2 separate regions of the Mus musculus genome follow, and region 2 is linked to region 1. A link is a contact called in public Micro-C data. All regions are on one chromosome and are shown on one strand. The core of a region is the stretch at or near the end of the contact, and the rest is flanking DNA. Distances in the headings are between cores, read along the strand shown. Region 1 overlaps Pax7 (paired box 7). Region 2 overlaps Gm46873 (a long non-coding RNA gene).

Region 1 (5,262 bases), core at 1,808-4,307:
CCATCCATCCATCCATTTCTGTCTAATTACCCATCAAACCTTATGATCTATCCATCCATTTCCACCATCCATTCTTCTTCACAATCATCCACATACAATGTCTTCCCTTTACACACCTGCCAATCTTCTCATCTGTTCTTCCACCCACACTATTCATCTACCCATTCTTCTGTTCATTAATCTTCTGTCTATATGTCCATCCTTCTGACCATCTATCCATCAGTCCCTCTTTCCTTTGTTGGCTAATTTTTATTGTCAACTTCACACAGCCTAAAATGACCTGGGAGGTGAGCATCAGTTGAAGAATTGTCTAGATCAGGTTGGCTTGTGGACATGTCTGTGGGGGAACTGTCTTGACTGCTAATTGGTTATTAAGAGACACAGCCCACTGTGGGTGACACCATTCCCTAGGCAGGGAACCCTAAGGTGTATTAAGAATGAAGCCAGCCAAAGGCAAGTAAGTAGACAGCATGGATACATTGTTTCTCTCTGCTTTTCAGTGTGGGTTTGATGTGACCAATTCAAGTTCCTGCCTTGACTTCCTGTTATCATGAACTGTAACACATGTCATTGTAAGTAAAATGAACCCATTCCTTCCCTAAGTTACTTTTGGTCAGGGTATTTGGCACAGTAACAGAAATAAAATGAGAACACCCTCCATCCTTCTTCCACCCATAGTTCCCTTATAAATCTCTTTCCCACCCTCTCAGCAAATATTTCCTCAGTGTTTATTATTTGTCTGCTCTTTTTCTGGCTCTAAAGGGAAGTACACGTACACATCCCAGATTTCAGTAGAGAATTAAGCTTCCCTCCCTCAGTCCATTTGCATATCCTGGCCAGTGAACCCGGCTGAGTGAGTCCAGGTTAACACTGAGGATGAAGGCTCTCTACCTTTTCTGGACCCTGAGTGCAGGTATGCATGAGGCACAACAGGGTCCTTGCACAAGAGCCAAAGTGGCTTTTGCAAGTGAGCCAAGAGGGCCTTTGAGAGAAAACATGAGAGCTGAAACCCACAGCCTGCCAGCTCCAGAGAAGTCCTGTGAGCATTGGTGGGGATGCGTGTGAAAATGAGTGGTGTGTATGTGTGTGTGTGTGTATGTGTGTGTGTGTGTGTGTGTGTGTCTGTGTGTAGGGGAAAGGAGTGTCTTCACAAGGCAATGCTGAGCATAGCATGAATATTCATACATAACAATACCTACCCATGCCCATTTGAGACACACACACATACAGACACACACACCTGTGTGAGCCCCTTGCTCCTTGTAAACAGATACCTATGCACACACAGGTCCTGCAAGCATAAGAGCTCACCTGAGGAAGACACAGATGTCTGTCATGTGCAACTACAATGGCTGGCCTGCGAAGCATGTGGATCTGTCCTAATTGAAGCTCTAGCAGACATCTTTCCTGACTAAGGCACTGGACAGGCAAAGGTCCAGGGCCTCCCAGGGCCTTTAGGTCTTGTGACTATAACCAGTGTGCCCCCACAGAACCCCCATGCATAGAGAGGTGAAAGCTGGGCACGGAGAGTCACAAGGCTCCCTCTGTTACCCGCCTTTCAGGGCTCCCTGTAGACTATCTCTGTGCTTCCCCAAGCGTGGCATCTTCTGCTTAAAGCAGGGCAGGGGGAGGTAGAGCCAGGAGGCAGGGGACACAGCTTGATGGTGAGACCAGGGAGTCCAAAGGGACAATCTCAATAGTTGCCTCCCAACCTTGAGTGTGACCTGGGCCATAGCATTTCAGCCTCAGTTTCCTTGTCTATATCATGGGATGGAGCATATGAACCAAAGAACTGCAGGCAAAGAATCCACACACATAGTGTGAAGGTAGAGTGTGGTGCTTGTGAGCGCAGGCCTAGAAGAAATGTGACCTTTAGCGGTGGCATGGAGAAAAGGGTGGCCATTCCTGGGTACATTCCCAGTCATATGGTTTTGAGCAAACTGGTCTTCCTTTATGTTAGTTTATCTACTTGAAAGCTGGGGTACAGACACTGTTTTAAAACACGCTGTCATAGAAGGCTCAGGACAAGCCTCCCCACTCCTAAAGGCTATGAAAATGTCCTGGGGTGTCTTTGAATCGTGTGTGTGCCTCTCCAGCCAGGCTCATAGTGGGTGAGTGGAGGGGAAGATCTATGCTGAGTTCCTGGGCTGGTGACGTCACTCACTCAGCCTCAGGCTCCAAGGTAGCAGAGCAGAGGCAGCTATGGCCACCCTTGCCTGGCTGTGAATGGGGAGTGGGGAGTTGCCAACTCTTGCTGAAGGAAAACTTTAAAGCTCTGGTCACACTGTCATTTCTCCTTGGGTGTCAGGGTCCATGGATCAGTAAGCCACCCTCTTAGAGGGCTGAAGGGATAGAAACAGAAACCCCAGAGATTTAGCCCTGTGCTATCCTGCTCCCAATGCTGTACTCAGGGTACTTTTAGGTATTTTTCCAGTCATATAAGCCAGATAGTGGGACTGTCCCCTGTCCCTGTTTGGTGAAATGTAGAACTAAGGTCTCTAGAGACTCTGACTATAATCAGCTGGTTCCTCTTACACTTTCAGACTCAGGCAGGCTGGTGACAGCTCCATAGCCTTGGGCCTCACCAGCAGCCCCTGGGAATTATCTTGTGGTATCAGCATCTTGGCAATGGCCCCTGGTGTGCATACAGCCCTCACGACTGAGGCCCTCCGCCCACCCCACATGCCCACGGTGACCTTTTCCACTCCAGGCAAGGTTTACCAAGAGCACACATCACCTCAGGTGAACTTTCTTTAGTCTCAGGGAGCTGTGGCTTACTTTGCCTCAGCCTGTCCCATGCTGGGCCCTGACACGACCACTACAGTTATTCCGTGGATGGGGTGTCTGAGAGGTCCATCACTGAGCCATGCTAACAGCAAAGGCAGAGCCCACACTTGGTTGGCACTTACTGTATACTAGGGGAAGGTGGGTTCTGTGCCTTGGGCAGGACAGTTCCCACTTGAGAAAAATAAAACCCGAGGCACAGCACAGTTGCCAGCCCAGAGTTACCCATGGGCACCCATGGTCACGGCTCCATCGACAAAGCTGTGCAAACAGGAAAAGCGGATCCCTAGAGCCCATGCAGGAAAGCCAGACATGGTGGTGTCTGGACCCCAGCCCAGGGGAGACAGAGGCATCTGGATCCCTGGGGCTCAATAGACAACATGCCTGCTGGTCTGTTTAGTAAGTTCCAGGCCAGTGAGAGATGCTGGGGATAGTGTCTACAGGTGAGACCTGAGCCTGACCTCTGACCTCCACATGCACAACTGCACACACATTAATGCATACATACATGCATGAACACATACACACATAAATAAAGGAAAACAAAATAAAGAATCGTTTCTCTGGCACCTCTATCCACTCTGCCCCAGTACACAGTAGGAACTTTCCCTCCTTGAGGTAGGCAAGGAAGCACTCAGAAGCCAAACTTTCCTGCTGACCCCCTGCAACTTCCAGAGCACCCAACGGGCCAACTGTAGGGCGTGCTTGCCTCTTCCTAGGGTAGAGCCAAAAGGCTGGACAAGAAGACAGGAAGGTGACATTCCTCATTAGGGACTCTGTCAACAACCCTGGATGTCCTTCTGTCCCTCCGTGTCTCCCTTCTCCTGCCTCACACCCCGCCTGGGCTCTGAACGTCTCCAATTACATTAATCAAGAGTTGGCAGGAGCTGGGCCAGCAATGCCAACCAGTAAACAGATCCCAGCCATCAGGAGCTCGTCAGAGCGCAGCCCCAGAGGAGGACCCTTCCAGACACAAATTCTTATTAGAGTTGTCAGATCTATTAAAATTCTTTTCACACTCCTGCGTTCTATCAGCCCCATCATTAGTATGGCCCTGGCCTCTGGGAACACCGGGGCCATATTAATCTACCATGTGCCCCATCCCTGCCCCCCTGCCCCCACCCACTCCAGGGACGGTTAGAGATGGGCAGATGGATGGACTTGGCCAGAGCCAGAAGATGTGGAGGTGTCTCTGGGAAGGAGAGAGGCCCTAGGAGCCAGGGGCAGGCGGGGTCTGCTGCACAGGAGTTAGGTCACGTGCATGTTTCAAACACACCTGAAATTGGCTCCTAATGACCAGGATGCAGGTGTGGCCACCAACAAAGCCAACCAACCCCTCTCTAGTAACTTCTCTAAGTCTCATTTCTATACTAAGACAGTGAGAATGACCATGCACACAGCCCTGTGTGGCAGCAGAGATGGGGCGCCAGCTAGCAATCATTTCTCTCCCCTCCCTGCATACGCATTTAGCAAGTTACACCTTGACTCTGCGCACATGGACAGCAGCACTCCCACACACGAGTGTGCACACGGGAGAGTGTGTACCCGATCAGTGCCAAGTGTCTTTCCCAGGCTGGCTCACCTGTGCTCCGAGGTAAGGAAGCTGAATCACAACTGCCTGGCTGTGGGACATTGGGAACACTGCTCTACCTCTTTGAGCCTAACAAACTGAGGACCAGGAGGTGGGGAAGCTCTGTGGCTGAGAAGCACGTATTTCACACAGAGCTGCATGGGCTAAACTCAAGCATGGGACAGGAGGCAGCAAGTGACAGGTGGATCAAGACCAACACAGGGGAGTCCAGAATGTGTGACTTTCAAAGCTTATTAGAGAACCTGGCCTCCTGTGTGCTTAGGGGTGTTGGCTGCTGGTTAACAGAAATGTGACATGTCCTTGGACTGCCCCAGAAGGTCAACAGAAAAAAAGGCAGTGTGGCTGGAAATGGCTGAGAGGATGTGCCTCGTCCCCAGACCCATTCTGCAGGTGGGAAAGCTGAGGCTGGGTGTGTGTGACAGCTGGGTGACACATGGTGGCCGAGGTGCCTCAGTAAGTGGCTGGAGACCATGGCCCTTGAGGAGCCCTGAGCTCTCCCTGCAGTAACGGAGGAGGAGGAGAAAGGAGGGGAGGAGGGAGGAAGGAGAGGGAGGGCAACTGCTTCTCCTTTCTGGCCTCCTGGGCCCCTTCTCTTTTGATCCCCCTCCTCCACCACCCCCATGCTGACTTTGGGGTTAATTTTATTTCCGAATTGGGCAGGCGCCCTGGAGCAGGGCAGGGGCTCCAGGCTCCGGGTGTGACTAACGCCTGCCCGGGGCCGGCCACATTGCCGCTGCTGCTCTCAAATGTTTTATCAAGAGCATGTGTGTCCTGTGTTGGACTGGGAACATGCGCTAGGTCAGGGGGTCAACCAGGGACGGCGTGGAAAGGCTTCCATGGACACTGGTGTGTCCTGCATGCAGATGATCGTGTAGTGCTGGGCTTCC
Region 2 (5,254 bases), core at 1,848-4,347, 110 kb after region 1:
GGCGGCTCACAACCAACTGTAATGAGATCTGATGCCCTCCCCTGGTGTGTCTGAAGACAGCTACAGTGTATTTACAGATAAATAAATTAATAAGTCTTTAAAAAGAAAAGAAAAGAAACTTAGATCTGGACAGCACTTAGCTCTTGCAGAGGACCCAGGTTCCATTGCCAGCTCACATTGCTACATGGCAGCTCACAACCATTTGAAACCCCAATTCCAGAGGACCTGATGCTGTCTTCTGGCACAAGGCATGCAGGCAAAACATTCATACATATAGAATTATAAAATAACCAACAGAAGAACATATATGTATGTTCTCCTCACACATACGTAGCAGATTTGCAGCTTCTTGTGGGTCCTAAACAACTGGAGCAGGGGTAGAGGCTATGCCAAAAGTGGTTGTCAGTAAGTGGGATATGTTCTTCTATGTGGACTGCCTCATCTGGCCTCAATGGGAGAGAATGTGCCTAGCCTTGCAGAGACTTGATGTGCCTGGGTGGGGGATATACCCAGGGCCTCTTACCTGCTCAGAGGAGAAGGGGAGGGAGGATGGGGGAAAGGACTGTGGGAGGGTGTGACTGGGGCAGTGAGCAGGAGATAAAGTGAATAAGTAAAAAAAAATCAAAATAATAATAAAATAAAGGGCCCAGCAGCATCCCTAGGATCTGCCCATTAAACAAAGAGGCACAGGTAGCCCCCCCCCCCCGCTCTCAGCTAAGATGCAGTCATGTGATGAGGTCACATTTTTCTCTATGCCTCTGGTGGAGACTGGCTACCAGGAAGTAAAGCAGGGAGACTCCAGGGCACTGTGTCCCATTTGGGAAGTCGTGAGCTTCTCTAGATGGCCTGCTTGCTTTTTCTGTATTATGCCATTTCCTTATTCTGGGCTAAGTATTTCGAGTGTGGCTTTGAAACATACCCTAGGGCCCCCAGAACATGTATTATTAGAATCCCAATGACCCCATTTCACAGATGGGAAGACCGAAGGTCAGAGAGGTTAAAGCCACTGGCTAAAGCTACACCAGTGACTTTAACTGCTAGAGCCTATATTTCTTAGTGGGCCAGTTTTCACTTCGCTGAGCAGAAGTTTCCAGTAAGCAGGAAATACATAGATGAATTTGCTGTCATAAGTGGAGAGGGCAGAGTTCTTTCTCTGCAGGTGCCTTCTGGATAACGTCTGGATATCCCACCTGTGACAGTAGTGATGGAGATGCAGGAAGTCATCTGTCTGAACAGTGATCCAGAGAGAGAAGAACAGGCCTGGTGGGCACTGGTGAGCTGTGGTGGAGCTGAGAGGATGCTGGGAAAATGGTGAGCTATGGTTTGGGTATGGTTTAAGGATATCTGTCAGATTACCTGGCTGGAAGCATGCTCTCTACCTCAGCTAGGTGATGGCCTCTTTCAGAGGCGGGGCCTAATGGGAGATGGGCTCTTTAAGGGGAGGGGCCTAGTGGGAGGTGGGCTCTTTGAGGGGCGGGGCCTAACGGGAGGCAGTTAGGTCAGGGGCTCTGCCCACTGCAGAGGTCCACTAGGGTTTCTCAGGACCCTGGTTAGTTCCCGCAAGAGAGGTGGCTGGGAAGCCATGAACCTGCCCTTGAGTCTTTCTGGCCTCCTCTCCTGCCAGGTGCCTTCTCCCAGTCCCTTGGCTCCCACCATGCTGCCTTGCTATGTTCCGATGCAGCCAGGCCCCACTCCAGACGCTGGCACCACGCTCTAAAGTCTCCAGACTGTGAATTAGAGAATCCTCTTTTCTTCATAACACACCACCAACTAGGCATCTTGTTACAGCCACAGAAATCAGACCGAGATACGGCGGGCGGGCGGGCGGGCGGGCGCTCCGGTGTCGCGCTGGGCTTGGCAGCCATATGCACTCCCTGCCCAGCTCCCAGAGTAAAAGCCTGCGATCTCCCCACAGCTCGTGGATGTCTGCCCTGGCACACAAAGTCGGCTGCGGCTGGGAACCGGCACGGAGCTTTAAGATTCGAGGCACACATTTGTATTTATTTTAGGTTGATGAGAAGTTGAATGATGAAGGTTTAATCCTAGACTCACAGAATCATCGTGGGTGCGGGTGCCTTGTGCCCAGGAGGGATTTGGAGTGGGTACCGCAGACGCGCGGGGTGGGGGGGAAAGTCACACTACCCTCCCACATCCAACCAGCTCTCCTCACCCCCACCTTTCTCGTCTGCAGTAAGGATGGAACAGAGCCTCCTCCCCGCATGCTGTGGGGGAGGACTCTGAGATGCTGTGTGTCACAGAGCCCGACCCTGTTGTTCTTATTTTTGAGTCAGGGTCTCTCGTAGCCCAGGTTATCCTTAAATCAACTTGTAGCCGAGGATGACCTTGAACTTGTAATCCTCCTGCCTCCCGAGTGTTGGGGTGACACTCTTGGTTTGGAAGGCACTGGGATTGAACCCAGGCCTTGCACATGCTCAGCAAGCACTCTGCCAACTTAAACCACGCTCCCAGCTCCATCCACTGCTCAATTCTTAAGTTCAGAGCGAGGAGGCCCAAGAGATGATAGGTGATAGGTGAGAAAAAGTGCGGCTCAAGGCCGGATGCGGAGAAGGCTCAGCACTTCGCGCTGTTCACAGGAGGAGGGGCGGACGGAAGAGCTGGAAGCCTTGAGCCGGGCTGTCTGCAGAAGCCCTCTTCCCCTGAACCAATCTGTAATGAATGGCTTGTGGCCATGTCTCCTTGGGACAGACCTGCTAAACCTGTATGGGAAGCTGCAGTGGGCCGGGCCCGCGACAGGCTGCAGCCTCTCTCGGCCCTTTTGTCCCCCAGCTCCTGTGGGAGGGGGTTGGTGGTGCATCCCACCGTGGCCCAGCCCTTCCCTGCGGCCAGCCACCCTTGGCTGTCTAGGCTGTCATTTGTGGCTACTGACGGTTGTTCCGGGTGTGGTGTCCTGCCAAAGGGGTGTCGGGGGAGTCTCTGAGACAAGGGGTGCAGCCAGCTCCAGGCTGAGCAGGAGGATGGATCCTGCAGCCAGGCAGCCTCCCCTCCCTGCCTGAGGCCCCTGAGGCGATGCCACGGAAGCCAGCCCGGAGTTCCGGGAGCCAGGCGTCTCTACCCTGGCTGCTGACTTTGGCAAAAAGGGAACCCTCCTCCTGCCTTAGGGAGACGGGACTTGGAGTGGGAGGAGGAGACGGAGGCAATCTAGTTACTAACGCACCGTGCAATACAGTAAATATTCTGCTGACGGTTCCGAACCTAGAAAACAATCCCCAGCCCTCCGGTAATAACAATAAAGACCATAATGCAGGAATGAGGACCTTCCGGACGCCTCTTTCTTCTTTGGTAAAATTTTATGCACATAGAAAATGAAGGCAGCTCCCTGTCCCCAATGGTTCTTCAGGACTCCCCACAACCTACCTTCCCTTCCACACCCGAGCACCAGTCTTGGGCTAGGGCACCTCCCTGTGTTTGCATGAGGTCACAACAGTCCCGGGGTTGTTACCCACCTGAGCTCTCTTCCATCCCATCCTCCAGCCTGTCTTCCAGCACCCCACATTCACACGTGGCTTCAAAAAAAAACCCGTCTGGAGTTTTCCATTAAATCTGGGAGTCGATAGGGAAGGAATGACCTGGCTACTTCAATTAAATTTTTTTCCCTTTCAAATCATGAGGTTCTATTTCCTTGGGAGGGGGTGGCGTCTTGCAGGGTGCTGTGGCATCGGAACGGAGGGCTAAGTTTGAATGTTCTCCCTCGATAGCAGATAGGGCCAGCATGGAAAATTACCCCTATCAGCCGGTGCGGAGGGGAAGGCGAGGCCTGGCCAGCATACCAAGAGCCCGCCAGCCCTTATCATAATCCCAGGAGACAGCCACCCCCCCAACCCCCATCAGTCACCTCTGCTGTTCCAGGCAAGTGTCACACCAGCTTCCCTGCTGAAGGAGCCAGATAGCACGGAGTAGGGCTGGCGCAGCGGGCATAATAAGAAGTGAAAATCGCTCCCAAGGAAAGTTTCTCAGGAATTAACTTTGGATGGGTGAAGAAGGTGACAAGGGGGTGGGTGAGCAGGAGGACCTGGGCGGGAGTCAAGAGGGTGCTCTTCAGGCTGAGGACAGAGGGCCTCGGGGACTGCATAGCTCTGGTGGGAAGTGTGTGTGTGTGTGTGTAGTATGTGTAATGTGTGGTGTGTGTGTAGTGTGTGTATGTGTAATGTGTGGTGTGCTGTGGTGTGTGTGGGGGGTATGGGTGGGGTGTGTGTGTAGTGTGTGTTGTGGTATGGTATGTGCAGTGTGTATCTGCATGTGTATGTGTATGGTATGGTATTGTGTGTGTTGATTGTGTGTGTGTCTGCATATGTATGTGGTGTGGTATTGTGTGTGTTGATTTTATGTGTATTGTGTGTGTTGTATTGTGTGTTTTGTGAGTGTGTGTGTGGTGTGTGCATGTGTGTGTGGCATGCTGTGTATATGTTGTGCATCTGTGTTGTGGTATGTGGTATGCTGTGGTGTGTGTTGTTTGTGTGTATGGTGTGTGTGTGTGTGGTATTGTATGCATGTCTGTGTGTATGTCTCTGTGGTGTGAATGTGTCTGTAAATGGAGGCTCAATGGCTGGGAAAAGCTCAGAGACCCTGAGATGCTCAAGAGGAGGTGCCCGAGTTCTTCTGTTGGGTCCTGACGTCCCAAGCAGCTGCCCAGCTTTGGCTCCCAGAGGCCTGGCTTGAGGGAGCCTCTACCCCTGCCATCTGGGGCTCGTTACCTCCCTTCTCCTGTGGTCCCCACTCCTGTGCAGAAGCCCCTTAGTCTGCCACACCCTCTAACCCACCCTCACTCTTGCCATGTGCCTATTTCAAGCTCTGGGGGCCCAGTGTGGAAGAGGGAGGACCTGATATCCTCAGAGCCAGGGCAGACCAAAGTACTTACCTACCCAGGTAAGGCACAAGGGCAGGAACAGGACAGATGGACACAGAAAGCACGGGACGTTCCAGGGAACACGAAAGCTGCCGTTTGTGGTAGCTCGAGCCGGAGGGCAGTTCATGGAGAGGATGAGGTGGGGGTGGGGGTGAGGGTGGGGGGTTACGAGTTCAAAGACAACCTAGACTTTTTCTCAAAGGGAACAGGCAACCCGCGCCTGGGTTTCAGCTGTGAGAACTTGGCTGATCTCAACCCCCAACTCCATTCTGTTTGTTTGTCTTTTGAGACAGGGTCTCACTCTTTAGCCCTGGCTGTCCTGGAGTTTGCTATGTAGACCAGGCTAGCCTCAGACTCCCAGAGGGTCACTTGCCTCTGCCTCCTGAAGGC

The links. A called contact is a pair of places that touch in the nucleus more often than the background predicts.
Region 2: a Micro-C map of muscle stem cells shows a contact between it and region 1, with 5 times the contacts expected there. The contact joins two enhancer-like sites. A contact is called at or near these places in 2 of 15 datasets of contacts at CTCF or cohesin (embryonic stem cells and pro-B cells), 6 of 484 Hi-C or Micro-C datasets (the HPC-7 cell line, embryonic stem cells, epiblasts and 2 more), 3 of 115 datasets of contacts at active chromatin or transcription factors (embryonic basal ganglia, embryonic stem cells and large pre-B cells) and 1 of 9 other capture datasets (embryonic stem cells).

The regions. Positions count from the first base shown.
Region 1 is chr4:139,741,299-139,746,560 of GRCm38.p6, forward strand. All of the region lies in intron 8 of Pax7 (paired box 7), which reads right to left. Among named protein-coding and RNA genes, the nearest start is that of Gm42334, 9.0 kb to the left of the region's middle. Within about 2 kb of position 3,058, at least 24 of the 459 cell types and tissues checked have an H3K27ac peak or open chromatin away from gene starts, as enhancers often do. A contact at or near this core is called in muscle stem cells, where this site is marked.
Region 2 is chr4:139,849,459-139,854,712 of GRCm38.p6, forward strand. Gm46873 (a long non-coding RNA gene) reads left to right here. Exons shown (of 3, transcript XR_001784470.2): 2 at 1,160-1,311; 3 at 1,916-3,462. Among named protein-coding and RNA genes, the nearest start is that of Gm46873, 19 kb to the left of the region's middle. Within about 2 kb of position 3,098, at least 10 of the 459 cell types and tissues checked have an H3K27ac peak or open chromatin away from gene starts, as enhancers often do. A contact at or near this core is called in muscle stem cells, where this site is marked.